Linked DNA regions of Sus scrofa: region 1 is linked to region 2. Evidence: chromatin contacts called from public HiChIP or PLAC-seq data. All regions are on one chromosome and are shown on one strand. The core of a region is the stretch at or near the end of the contact, and the rest is flanking DNA. Distances in the headings are between cores, read along the strand shown.

The links. HiChIP or PLAC-seq counts read pairs in DNA pulled down with a chosen protein or histone mark.
Region 1: an H3K27ac HiChIP or PLAC-seq map of skeletal muscle shows a contact between it and region 2, with 2.1 times the contacts expected there. The contact joins two enhancer-like sites. A contact is called at or near these places in 4 of 47 Hi-C or Micro-C datasets (heart right ventricle, liver and skeletal muscle) and 2 of 2 datasets of contacts at active chromatin or transcription factors (alveolar macrophages and skeletal muscle).

What each region holds. Positions count from the first base shown.
Region 1 is chr9:72,700,147-72,707,265 of Sscrofa11.1, reverse strand. The region is part of intron 2 of CDK6 (a long non-coding RNA gene); the gene reads left to right. Among named protein-coding and RNA genes, the nearest start is that of CDK6, 62 kb to the left of the region's middle. Within about 2 kb of position 4,850, at least 11 of the 83 cell types and tissues checked have an H3K27ac peak or open chromatin away from gene starts, as enhancers often do. A contact at or near this core is called in skeletal muscle, where this site is marked.
Region 2 is chr9:72,610,822-72,618,343 of Sscrofa11.1, reverse strand. All of the region lies in intron 4 of CDK6 (a long non-coding RNA gene), which reads left to right. Among named protein-coding and RNA genes, the nearest start is that of FAM133B, 110 kb to the right of the region's middle. Within about 2 kb of position 1,598, at least 31 of the 83 cell types and tissues checked have an H3K27ac peak or open chromatin away from gene starts, as enhancers often do. A contact at or near this core is called in skeletal muscle, where this site is marked.

The sequences.
Region 1 (7,119 bases), core at 3,601-6,100, 86 kb before region 2:
TTTTCTGAACATTTCTTTTTTTCTGCCCAGCATGTAAGGTATATGTTGGGATATCTGAACTAACCAAAGACATTGGGGAATCGGCGTTACCAAGGTTCCTGTGAGCAATGTGTCTCATTTGCCACAGAGAGGTCTCTGTCCCAGATGTTGTGCTACATGCAGAAGCAGGATGGCACAGTGGTGAGGAAATCAGACTCTGGAACAGACAGCCTGATTTCAGACCCCTTCTTCACCACTAACAGGGCCTATGCCTTAGGCAAAGTACTAAGCCTCTCTATTTCTTTTCCTCTTTTTGTTTGAATCAGATATACTTATTGAGATATGCTTTACATACCAGCAAATTCTGCCATATAAGTATACAGTTCAGTGGTTTTTTAGTATATTTACTGAGTTGTGCAACCATCCCTATGATCTAATTTTAGAACATTTTATTACCCCCAAAAGAAACCCAGTTCCCACTAGCTGTCATTCTTCATTCCTTCGCTCTTGCCATCCTCCCCGACTGCCCCCATCTCTGGGTAACCACTATGAATCTGTCCTATTCTGGATGTATCATGTAAGAAGAATTGTGTAATATGTGGCCTTTTGGGACTAGTTCCTTTCACTTAGCATCATCTTCTCAAGGTATACTCGTGTCAAAGCATGTACCTGTACTTCACTCCTTTGATGACTAAATCATATTCCACTATATGGATATACTGCATTATGTTACTCATTTATCAATCAGTAGACGTTTGGGTTGTTTCTCTTTTGGGCTGTTATGAATGATGCTGCCATGAACATTTGTATACATAACATCTGTTTCTTCAGCTATAAAATGAGTGCCGTCTCATAGAGTTGTTACGAGGACTACAAAGGTCAAGATACACAAAAGTAGCTAGTAGCGAGCAAACTAACAAGTATGGGTTAACAAATGGGATGTAGGAGTGTGTGAGTCCTCATTTTACGTTTCTTCCAAGATTTGACTTGCTCAGAGTCCTGTGCTCTCTTAATACATCTCTGAAGATCCCCTCTTTTAGTTCGTTCCCACCTTTTCCCTGAGTTTTAATTTCGAAAAGTTTAATTCATTCAGTAGACATTTATTGAACACCTACAGTGTATTAGACACCACCCTGGGTGCCCTGGAGAGTTAAAAGAAAGAACAAGCAAAAGTAGGGAGAGGTACTTCCATTCCAGTTTGAACCCTATGTTTACTTTGCTCATCTATCATCTCTGACCTGCCAGTAGGGTTTAGACTTGGGGCCGCTGAACCCCACTCTCCGTTCAAATGCCATAGGTTTGGGGCTCTCTTAAGCCATTCACTCTTGTCAGGCCCTTATTCTGACCCATATATCTGTGCTTGTAGAGCGGCTGATGGAAGCTAACTGTTGTACAAGAAAAAGGCTAAAACTAAGGTAATCATGTCTAGGTAGAAATGTCACCAGGTACAAGAGCAGCATCTTGTCCTTGTGCTGTAGCTGGGGTTGGTGGATGGTGTTTATTCTAACTAAGACGTAATGATCTCTGATAGTCTCAGTTGGCAGGGTTCTTCTTTTTATAGGGTTGGTTTGGGGTTGTTTTTGAACTTAGGAAACAATTTTGTATTGGAACTGGACTCGGCAAAAATGTCAACTCATCACTGTCTCGCGGCCTATTTTTTCCTTTTCTTGACTTTGGGGAGATGGTGATCCACATGGTGACTCAGAGAGTTTTGCCTCAGAATATTTTGCCTCAGAATATTCTCTTCCCTAAAGAGAACAAATATGTTTTTATGATTTCCTCATGAGTTTTAGCTCTGAAGTAACGTTTCCTTTTTTCCCACAATAGCATATAGTTAGGGTAACAGAATGAGGCCACTACCTCATTCTCTCTGCCTTTCGTTCAGATAAAATGCATTAGCAGTCTAAAGAATTGTGCTTGTAATAGGAATACCGCTAGTGCTTGCTAGAGGACTATGAAGTTCGAATTCTGTTATTTAATGTACATTTCAGTAATTCATCTTGAATATGAACAAAACAGTGTATGTATCCCATATACCTCTTAACATAGCCCAAAGAGCTTATTTGGGGCCCAGCTTAGAGTACACCAGTTTTTGCACTACCCTATGATAGCAGTGTGTTTCTGTATACACAAGTTTTACTGTTTGCTTGATTTTATTTTATTTAAAAAAATTTTTTAATGATTTTTATTTTTTCCATTATAGTTGGTTAACACGGTTTTAAATGTTTACTGCAGTGCAAGTCACATCTTGAAAACTTGCCCAGTTTGGGGGGTTCCCATCTTATTTGTAAAATATTTTTTGTTTAATGAATGCAACAGTTTTAATTCATAGATCCTCATGGCCAGGTGTATATAGATAGAAGCTGAAACTAATTAGTAGAAACTCTAAAGATTAACTGGATGAAGATGAACTATGAAACTTGCTTATGAACCCTCTTATGGTTATAAGGAATAAAATGATTTAGTACATAAAAGATGTTGGCTTTGCATTCCCTTCTCAGATTATGGTAGCCTTTGGGCTAACAGTTTGATCACAAAAGGGGTTTCCCTGCCACTTTTCAACAACTGCTAGTGGAAGGAGGGTTGTTTAACTGAGGCTTCAGGAAAACAGACCTCTGAGCATTGGACTCAACCTTTAAATTAAGTAAAACTCAGTATCTTTGTATTATTTTGAAATACTTCTCCTTGCCTCCTTGCTTCCTCACACCCACTGAGGCCTTTCCTATCCTAGCTTCCATATTCCTGTTTGCAACAAGCTTATCTGTCTGTCTTCTTCCTTTCCCTACTTTTTTCCCCATAAAGTGCCTCTGTGATCAGACTAAGAACCTCACATAGGAATCCCGGGAAGAAGTGGAGTGGCTCCTTTAGAAGGATGAATTAGTCTGCTCTGCTGCTGTCAGTTACTGCTTTCTGGTGGGCATGCTCCCAGAGAAACCACTTTAAGAATAGTCTCCCAGGAGTTCCCTTCATGGCTCAGCAATTAATGAACCTGAAGAGTATCCATGAGGATGCAGGTTTGATCTCTGGCCTCACTCAGTGGGTTAAGGATCCAGCATTGCCATGAGCTGTGGTGTAGGTCCCAGACGCTGCTTGGATCTGTTGTTGCTGTGGCTGTGGTGTAGGCTGGCATCTGCGGCTCCAACTTGACCCCTAGCCTGGGAACCTCCATGTGCGATCAGTGCAGCCCTAAAAAGACCGAAAAAAAAAAAAAAAAAAAAAAACGTCTCCCAGCAAGTCGGGGAACTGGTGTGGTCACCTAGAGGGAACTGCTACTGTTTATGTGCTTGAGTTCAATTAATTCAGTTTGTCTAATACATAAGATATATTTGAGGTCAGATACTGCTATTTCAAAGTGTTTATAGATGTCTTAGGACTGTTTTTTTGTTGTAACTAATAAAACCCAACTCAAACTGAGTAAGCACCAAAGCAGCATTACTGGCTCACATTAGCAATAAATCCGGGGGTAGGCTTGGCACAGGTGGGTCCAGGTACTTAAACAGTGTCATCCAGAATCTCTTGCCTGTCAGCTCTCTGTTCAGGCTCTCCTCAGTGTTGGCTGTGTTCCATGGAGGGCTCATGAAAATGGTGGCAAAGACGGCCACTAGCAGCTGCAGGCTTATCCATTGCCAGGTTGGTAATCCTGGAATAAAGAGAGCTCTACTTTCCCAGAAGTTCTAGTAAAATTCCTGGGACCAGTTCTGGGTCTGTCCTTCCCTGAATCAATCACTGTCACTCTGTTTGTTCAGGGTAGGTTACCTGCCATCCTGCCCCTGTGCCCCCACAACTACACTGCCTGAGTATGGAATAGGAGTGGCTCTTCAACAAAAAATGAGGATGTGGCCAAGAATGGTAACAGATGTTGGAAAGGCAGACATCCCAGATGTCTACTGTGATAAGATCTAGAATGAATTTACTCTGATGTTGATATATAAAGCTCCATATAGTGTTTGTAGAATTTATTTGGAATTAATACATTGCCATATATCACTGTTTGTCCTTTTACATGCAATCGTCTCTCCCCCAACTGGACAGAAAGCTCTTAAAAAGTACCTGTCTTAGACCTGTTGGACTCTCTAAAACCCACTACAGTGCCTGCACGTGGTAGGTACTGATGCATGTTTGCAGATGCTGCACAGTGGGGATTTCCTTCCAGCAGCATAGCATGCTGGTTACTTTGGTGGCAAATACTTCTGGAATTACCCCATTCAGTGCTGGTTGAGAATACATGAACACACACAGTCCATATTTAATGAGCCAAAGGAGAGCACCCTGGCCAGTATCTAGTAGTGTAGGGTTAGTAGGATGTGTGGACATAAATTTGGTGCATGCATGCTATAACCTTAGAATATGCTTCATGGACTACAAAGGAAGAGGGTAGAGATTTTTAAAAAAATTCTCCTCAATTCTGAAGACTGGCCATAGTTCAAATAAAATTTTGTTTAGCACCCCTAGGCCTCTGTGCCAGACATCTCACAGCTCTTGAACTATTTTATGTCCAAACATTCAAGCGTCTGGAAAAAAAGTGACAGGAAAAAAAAAAAATCCTCATAGAACTTCCTGTGACAGGTCAAAGTTTAATCACAGCAAATAACGCAGATTTCCCTTTTGTTATAACCACAATAGAAAGGCAGGGCGTGTGTTTACAGAGCATGTTGTTTGGGAAACCTTTGTAAATCGCAATCTTTGGAAATCCCAAGCCTATTGGATGTAATCCCATCCATTGGATGAAGAGAGTTTGCCTATGCAATAGATCCAGAATAGCAAGTTAAATGGAGACCGTCAACAGGAAGGAGTTGTTCCAAATTACAGTGGGTCGGATGCAGAGTTAATTCATGGAGATATTTTGTTATGAGATAATTACATCACTAGGACAGCTGGAAAGCTGAGTGCTGTGCTGGACCGCAGCGCTTGCTCTCTGCCCTGCAGCTGGGAGGTCAGGACAATGGAGACAGGGAGAGGACTTATTTTATGGGATAGTTAGGGGCTTGGCTGACTTAATTGTGAAATGATAACAACCTATCTGCCTTTTTTCGGATTGTGTTTGCACAGCTAAACCGGATTCATAGGCTCAGTGAATGCTGAGAACCCCTTTTTGATTCTACTTTTTTGAACATTCGCTTGGATCCCATTAAGCCAAGCTCTAATGGATAGATATTGAATGATAGTTTTTTGTTTCCTCTAAAAGTCAACTGAGATAGTTTGTTCATCTTCAATACAAGGTGATAGTTCTCTTATGAAACTGTAGTCATTCAGTCACTGAAGTGCTATTTTTGTCAGTTTACTAAATAGCAAAAAAAAAAAAGTTTTAGAGAGTTTTAAGATGTTGGTCAACACAAGGAATCAAACAGTTGAAGTTATTTTTCCAGTGTTTATGTTCAGATGTTCAGACCTGTCTGGCTCTTTTGTTTTGCAAGTGTACGGGTTATAGGCAGCTTGGCTGCATTCCTCATTGATTTATATAAATATATTACAGATTGTTAACCTCCTGCCAAATACCAGGGATTTCAGTTGTTGATTAGCTCAGTTGCTTAATGTGAGACTTTTTTGTTATGTTAAAGCATCTGTCTTCTCTTTATTGCCACCAAAGTGATTATTATTTGCTCTGGGGTAGCTCCAGATGGAGTCATTGTAGACAAGAAAGCATCAAAAATATTATGTTCTAAACATTGCTAAGATTAATATTTATAGCTCTTGATTCAAAATGCATTTTCTGGAGTTCCCATCATGGCCCAGCGGTTAATGAATCCGATTAGGATCCATGAGGATATGAGCTTGATCCCTGGCCTCGCTCAGTGACTTAAAGGATTCGGCCTTGGTGGTGTAGGTCGCAGACAAGGCTGGGATCCTGAGTTGCAGTGGCCATGGTGTAGGCTGGCGGCTGCAGCTCCAATTCAACCCCTACCCTGGGAACTTCCATATGAGTTCGGCCCTAAGAAGCAAAAAAAAAAAAAAAAAAAAGCATTTTCTACTCACTGTGTCTAATGTAAATTACTTTTAGTACGATAATGTTTACTAAACAACTAAGAACTTTATGTTTTCGTATAAATATTTCCCCGGATGTCTTCTGAGATGGTCCTGGGTCTGTAGGATGTTGATGGCCAGCATTGGAACCCCAAACCTACAGGGTCTTCTAGGTCTTTGACTTCCCTTGATGTCACTTTTAAATTTCTAAGGAACCTGTAATATGCTCCATTTCCCAAATGAAATTAATAACAGCACTTTCAAAAAAATAAAAGGAATTATCTCCTTAAATCAACATGAGTCGTTTCTACCGGATACCTTTTTTTTTTTTTTTTTTGTAGCCTGGAAGGATATGTAATTATATACATTAACATTTTATACAAGAAAGTTTTACTCTGTGTCTCTTTAAATATGTGTCTTTGAACATGTCTCTTTAAAACTCCACTTTGTAGACAATTGCCCATTGAAAGTAGTGCCTTTTCTTCATGGCTTATCATTTAGGGCAGTTTGCAGCAGCTTTGGGAGCTCATCTCTGCATATCTCAGGTGTGGAGTCCAGGCGCTGCAGGCGGCAACAATGAGTCAATATATTGAGAGTGATATAACTTTGAGGAAAATAAGTTGCTGTGGGTTGGATGTTGTTCTTGCATTGTGTCATACAGAGTGTTTGAAAACGGTTTCAGTGAGATGAAGCAACAGAACATGCTGCCAGGGCTGTTAGGTAACTGAACAACGGTTTGGGAGCAGGTGACCCTTTGGTGAGGCAGTGCTGTATGATCACTTCGCTTTCCAGTTATGTCTCTGTTAAGCTTTTTTTTTTTTTTTTTGCAATTACTAAAATGTCTTACATATTACAAATCGTTAAGTTCAGTGAGAACTGGGGTTACTAAAATCTTTGCTGACCGGAAACAGTGATAAAGCAATGTCTTTTATTCATTTGAAAAAAATTTTTTTTCTCACTTTTGGCCACCCCACAGCACATGGAGTTCCTGGGGCAGGGATCAGATACTAGCCTCAGTTGCGTCCTGAGCCGCAGCTGCACAACGCCGGATCCTTAACCCACTCAGCTGGCCCAGGATCAAACCTGTGTCACAGGCAGTGCTCCCAAGATGCCACTGATCCCGTTGCACCTCAGCAAGAACTCCTGTCTTTTTATTAAATGAAGGAAATGTATTAATTA
Region 2 (7,522 bases), core at 349-2,848:
CCTATGTCAAACTCCTTAGTGCCTCCCATCCCTCTCAGGAGAAAGTCTGGCCTCCATTATATGGTGCTTAAGGTCCTTTGTGATCTGGTCCAAACAGTTTCATACTCCTCAGCCTTCCTGCTCCAGCCGCTCCCTCTGGCTGTCATATCCTTGCACCTCATCTCTGAAGCAGAGTAACAGTCCATATCCCTTTCCTGCCCTCTGCCCTACCTCGTGCCGTCGGTACACATGTAAAACATTTGCTGATAGCCAAAATGTATAGAACCAGCACCTGCAAAGTACTTTCAAGATTTTTACACCATGTAATTCTCCAGTTGTTCTGTGATATACATACTGTGAATTTCCCTTTTTGCAGATGAGGAAACAAAGGCATGGAGAGTCTAAGATATTTAGCCAAGTGATACAACTCACAAAAGAGGACCCGGGTTTTGAACCCAAGTGCTTAAATCATGTACCTCTACCTGGCACAGGAGCCTATGCAATTGGTAGTTACACATCTGCCTTTCCTGCTCAACGGTGAGCTTTGGAGAGCAGAAATGATATCTTTAGTCTTCGTATCCTTTTTATAGCTGGGATCCAGTGCTTGTCATATAGTAGGCACATTAGTGTGTGTGTGTGTGTGTGTGTGTGTGTGTGTGTATGAATGAATCATTGAAGTGACTTTCATATGTTTCATAAACTGCATGAGAAGTGATACTAAGAGTCCGGGGTAGTACAGATATATCTGTATTTCACTCACGAGTACTTTTCCATGAGGATCTAACAGAAGTAAAAGTGTTATTACTGCCTTTGAGGAGAATTTGGTTTAATTGAGAAACTTAAATAGGTGAAAGAACTTAAATATTGAGCTTTAAAAGCCATTCTTACTCCTGTGACCAGTGGACATTATTAATATTTGTAGGAAGCAACTTATCTTTTTAAAGGTTCGTCCTGTGCTAATAGCTAACAGCATCAGCAGTTTAATTATTGACTTATTCCAGATCTAGAGCAAACTTCCTAGTACTTTGAGAACTGCTGGCCAATTTAAATGTCAGCCTTGCTTTTTTGCAAGGGATCTTAAACAAGTGTAACCGTTCCATCTTCCAACAATAAGCTAGTTTTTTTTGTTAAAATGGAAGGGAGGCTTCCCAGCCCAGCTAAAGTTGGCAAGATTATTCATCTTCCATATATCAGATTTATACACTAGAAAGATTTCATTTACTATTTTAAATGCAAGAAATACTGTGGTTAAAATACAGGTATGGGCCTACTGTGGTTTCTGGAGCTGCCTTCATAGAGAATCATGGAAACATGGGCTCCAATGTTCTTTATAACAGTTCCATGCTTATTTCATAAACGAGAGCCCATATAGGAAAAAGCTTTTATCCCCCCTCCATGCAAAGGCTTATAACCGAATGAGAAAAAAAATTAATTAATTACATGAATATTAAGAGGTTACTTATCTATTATAACATTGGGCCACAAGTTGACTAATTAAAAGGAATGCAGGTTGGAAAGCTGCCACAAATCTGCTCCTTTCATTTCGAGGCCACAGGCTGAAGCCAGTGATTGTGCGTGACAGACTCTGGGAACAATGGTGCAGCGCTCAGACCGTCCAGATGAAGCATGGCCGTCTGAATTACACCAACGACGGGGTGGCCTACAGGCAAACAAAATGGTTAAACAATACATAATCAAGTTTTTATTTGGTATTTCCTGCGAGGCTCTACCAGTTGCCAGGGAGTGTACTGTATTTTTTCTTTGGCTGTATTAATTGTTGACCGTAGCTGGAAGAGCACCAAACAGGGACAGATAAGGGGGAAAATGGCATCTGGACATTAAAGCCACAAGTGTACTGGGGGGGAAAAAGCGCAAGAAAATTACAGCATATATCAGGAATTTTCCAACTAACGATGTGCGGATGTGGTAGCACGAAGGAAAAAGAGCCAAACTGAGCTTGCTTTGTTCACTAAGAGAGGCCCCCCTGTAGCATTCCTTTTAGCTGTGCATATTTTGGCTTCATTTGTACAGTTTTAACTTTATACTGTGTGTGGAGAAGCTCAGTTGTAACTAGTTGTTCCTAATAATTACATTGCGATAATTAAAGTTCATGGATAGCTGTAATGTTCTTAGTCATTTAGAAGCTGCTTCCAAAACCAAGTCTAAGCCGAAAACTTCTTTTAAGTGACATGTCATTACCATATAAAAGATGGCAACAATTATTTCTTTGATTTAACAACAATTTTTTATAGACAAGATTCGTTTACGGAGACAAAAGAGAAACGCTGTCTTGAAAACTTAGGATGAGAGTCAGGGGGCCAGCCAGGAGTGATGAGATCTTATAGCCTGCAGATAAAATATCCCTCAGCTGGTTCGTAGACCACGAAAATTTGTGGTAAGGACAATCCCTTTTGCGTCTTATAGAACCCATTTAAAATGCAAAAATCATATGTAAATGTTCACAAATCTATTGCAGAAACAAAGTATGGCAGTTTCATGCCCTCAGCTAGAAATCAAATATTACTGTTTGGACTGAGTAATAAAATGAAAAATCTGCAACTGGACACAGCTTCCTTCTTGAAAGATTGATCAGCCTTGGGGTCCCCAGTGACAATGATGATGATGATGATGATGATGATGGTAATGATGTATACAAAACTGTTAGAGCTGTGAAATACTTTGCCGGGGGCTTCTTTTGCCGTGGTGGTGATCTGTTTGCATATATGGCTGTCATGCCCAGTGGTCATACCTGCAGCCTCGGGGGTTACACTGCATTTGAATTCTAGCCTATTATGACATGTGGCTAACTATAGTTATTAACGTGTTCTGAACATCAGTTTCCTACCTAGAATGTGGGTTAAACTCGCAGTGCCCCCCTCACAAGTAATTCCAGGATTTAAATGACATAAAATTTGTAAAGTTTTTAGTGAAGTGCCAGACATGTAGAAAACCCACGATAAACTTTGGCTGTTATTGCATCTTCTCTGTTGTGACTCTCTGAGGTTTCTTTTAGTTTTGAAAATATTATTTCTAGTCAGTGTCTGCCCTAGACTCGAATGTATTTACTTAATCACCATGGACTTCTGCAACAGATAGCAAGGAACAGGTTGTTTGGTCTGTAATGAAAGCCAAGATAGTGGTTTTGATTACTGTTAAACCTTCTTGGACAAACTGAAATTTTAGTATCTGTTTTCAGAAGTATTTATTAAGACCAGTCATTAATTGAGAAAAAAAAAATGAACAGTATTCTCACATAGCATCATTCTTGGAGAGGTGGACTTCTAACCACAGGATGTGCATACTTTATGATGCTATAGACAGCTGCCTGGTAACGCAGAGGCCATGACTTCACCTCCAAATGCTAAGGGAAAGATCCTCTCATTATGGTCTCGTATTTGATGGAATGATTTTCATAAGACTTATTTTAATAACTTTTGTGCGTTTCAATTACATTTTCTGGTGTGTGCTGTTTTTCACTTCCATCTCCAGAAGTCTGAACCCTTAACCTTAAACATGTGTTAGGGATTCATAGACTCTGGATATTAGAATTGCACAATTCATTTCCATACCCCAGGAGTTCAGTGTGCTGTGCGTTCAATAAAGGGACAACATTATTAATGATGAGCCATGTATATGTACTAAACATTTTTAAATCCACAAAACTTCTCGTGGACCAAAGCATTTGTTAAAATAGACCTGAGTCCCTGACGTCGGACCACTTTTTCTCAAAATAAATCTTAGGTCCTGAAAACATTTTAAGGCCTGAAATAATATTACTATTGAAAAACTTCTCGAGTCATTTAGGAAAGACTGTACTAAAATACACACATATGTGGTAAGTTTTTTTCAATAGGATCTTTACGTCTTAAAAATTAGGTATAAAAGATTATTAATTCTCCTCAGCCGAAACAGTAGAAACTTCAATAATAATTTGAATATGGTCAGCTTTAACTTAAAACTGGAAAACTCCCTTCTCATTTCTACAATTGGCTTTTTCTCTTCAGCTGCTTTTTAAGTTGGGCTGTTAGCAATTTAGCCTGTCTTTAATTTTAAGCACCATTCTTCCAGTCCAGAGATCCCTATAGGAAGCCCCACTCTCATAGCCTCGCCTCTCATTGGCTAGCCAGGAAAAGAGCATTTCTGCATAAATTGGATGCTTCCTTCTCCCCGGGAGACCAAATATGCTCGTGTTTCACAATCCCCCAGTTTGTAAGCTTGAGTCCATTGCCTGAAGCTGGAAACTTTCACTTTGTGGAACACTTGCACACATGGAAATCCAGATCCGATACCCCTGACGCGCCCATGGGTCCCACAGCAGATTAAATACATGCTTCTTTATCCAGTGTTTCTGAGCTGCCCCGACTGAAATCAGAAACCGATGTGCGTGTGAGAGGTGTCCTTCAAAGAAAGGTATTTCCTTTGTGCAGCCCCCGTGCACGCAGACTCCAAGGGGTTAACCTGAGAGCTGCTTTGAAAACAGAGGCGAAGGTCACCGGCGGCAACAGCAAAGACTTTTAAAGCCTGCCGTCCTGAGCCTTTCACCCGGCCTTTCCCACCCAGGGGACTGTAAACATTGGCTCCCGGCCACCACATCCCACAGCACAAAACCTCTCTGTGCTTTCAGCATATACATTTATGCTTTTTTATGGAAGCCGAGGCACAGGCGGGTTCTTGCTGTGAGCACAGAGAGCATGTTTCTGTTCGGGGCCAGGACAGGAACCCTGTCCCGCTGGAATGTGGAAGCATGCAGATATGCTTATTTAGCAGGGCTTCACATGGAACTTCGCTGCTGCTCTCCGTCTGACTTTCTCAAGTCAAAAGAATGTGTAGAATGCTGTCACTTAATCAGAACCCAGAAGAGCTCTTTTATCTGCCATTTGTTAGTAACTCGCAATATTGCCCTTATCTCTTTGTCCTTTAGCTCAATCCAGTGCCCTCCGATATGAGAACTGGTAACATGAAAGCACTTATTACCTTGAGCATTGCTTCTTGTTTTTCTGTCTTAAAACTCAGAGTTCTTCAGTCATCAACAAAAAAGTTGCAGGGTTTTGGGTTTTTTTTTTTTTCAATTTATTTAAATAAAGTCGTCTTAGTCCTAGGACCATCGTTTGATGATGTTTAAAAGAAACCAAGAAGGTTCATATATGTATGCTGCCATTCATATCTGGTTCTTCAAAAGTCTATTAGCTACATATTTATAAATAACCTTCATTGATTCAGTTGTGTGAGAACAGAATGAAATTTCCAGAGACAATAGATGTAGCTTAAATTTCTCCCTCCTGAATGTTTTCATGTGTTATAGGGGGGTTCAGATCTTCCCCCATTTTAAGTAATTTCATGTAATTTCAGTCATTTGACATAATAGTTTTTCTCTTCAGTGATTTCTAATGTTTCTAACACAAATAGGGAATTCATTTTGATCAATCCACATGTTACAGTGGGTCAGGGCAGAAAAAATTATACCCTGTGCCATTCTTTTTTTTTTTTTTAAGTGACTATTTCAGAAGCAGGCATATAAAATCTTAGCCTTTTCTTCTGAAATGACAACTGTGAGCACATTTTGTAATAAATTTGTTTGCTTGCCTACTGAAAGGTCAGTCACTATGCACTCCTCCTTGAATAATGATGTTTTATTCTGAAAAGACCAACAACAGCCCCCACCACATTGCATAGAAATGCAGACACAACTCTCCTCTAGCCTCTCGCTGCAGCTGATAAGAGATGTGTGTCTTTGCCTTTTGCCTCCTGAGCCGAAATATACTCTGAAAGGTTTTTCCCAGTCTCTTCTGGAATTTCAGTTTTGCTTTATGGAATCCCAAAGTCTGTTGTGTACTTATTAATGTCCTGTACTTATTCCTCTCTAACTGTGAAGGTTCTGGGAGCAGCCTCACTGACTCGGATGCATGGGTCCACAGTGCAGTGTCCGCTAGTGTCACTGTGCAGGTAGAGTTTATTTGTTCTTGATTATTGGACTCTAGGGCCAGGAGGACTTTAGAAATAATGTGACGTGATCTCTTGATTTTATCATTGAGGAAACCGGGGTCCAAAGATATAGAATGACTTTTTTTTGCAAGACAGTACACAGAGGTTATTTGGTTGTCTGTTTGAAACTAACACCCACGTCTCCACAGCTCAGTCCAGGACTCACTCTCTTACTCCATCTCCTGTACCCCCTGTACTGTGCGATGGGTTCACTGATGACCAAAGATGGGATGAATAAATGGCTGATTGTCACATCATGAGTCGAAGCCGACGTAAGTGATCATGAGCAGATGTCTTTGTACCTGAGCAGGAAGTAACACAAGGTCTTGGTCTCTACTTGTTTCCAAGGCATTTCAGTTGCTCAGCAGCTCAGCTTGTCATGCTTCAATTTTACTGTGATTAAGTTTCTCTCAATTTCTGTAGAATCCTCCTTTTTCTGTCACCTATTTATTAACATGTTCTCAAGTGAGAGCGACTTCACATTAAAGCAGTGAACTCTACATCAAATTGGACAGTATAACCAAAGCTATATACCGAGGCTAATTGAGAGCACAAAATGCTTTTATGACTGGATAAGAAAGATTGAATATAAAGATAAAAGCCTTCAATCCAGGGACCATAAAAAGAGGTGTTTTTCAACTGGCATCTACTGGATTTATTGTTTTTTGAAGATAAATGTTATATATGCTCATTGTGAAAAACGGAAACATTGTTGAAGGACAGAATGATAAATTCATTAGAAAAATACCTATATAAATCAGGAGACTGGAGTAAATAAAGTTTGAAACATAAATGAAAGAATTAGAAAACAAAGCAAGTAAAACAGAAAAATAAACCTAAGAGTTGGTTCCTCATAAAGACTGAAAGCAAAGGCAGTCTCCTGGCAAAGCTATTCACCAAAAAAAGAGTATCCAGTTATGGAGTCAACTTTGGCTAGAAGAACTATTAAAGAATTTAGCGTCCGAGAGCCCATCAGATAGAAGAGGAGGCAGTGCTGATGGGGTACCCTGGAGCCCTTGGGCTTATCCTGTGAGCCTTGCCATTCCCAGGTTTTCAGTGGGACATGTAGGGGGACTCCATTTCTCCCCCTACATGTTCCCTCCCATTAACCTAGGTAAGAAAAGCAAATCTCCCTTATCTATGTGTGTTGCAGCAACACAACAGAGAAAACGTATCCTACAAAAAAAGAGTTTGGGACTGAGCAAAATACTTTCCTGTTATAATTTTCAAAGCTCCTGTAAATCATTCTCATCAGACACTGTTTGCACATGACCTTCGTGTAAGAGTTAAGTGCCCAGTGATAGGGATATGCAGTGTTAGGAGAACCAGATTATGCACAAGAGGTTTGTAGTTCGTTATAATGTGGTAAATGGGGTAACAGTTCCAACTGAAAAGGTACAAGAGGTACCCTGTGAAGAGCAGTGATGAAAAAATATCGTAGATGTACCAGAAGTGAAAGTGAGTAAAGGAGTTCCCATCGTGGAGCAGCAGAAACGAATGAATCCGGAGTTCCCATCGTGGCGCAGTGGTTAACGAATCCGACTAGGAACCATGAGGTTGC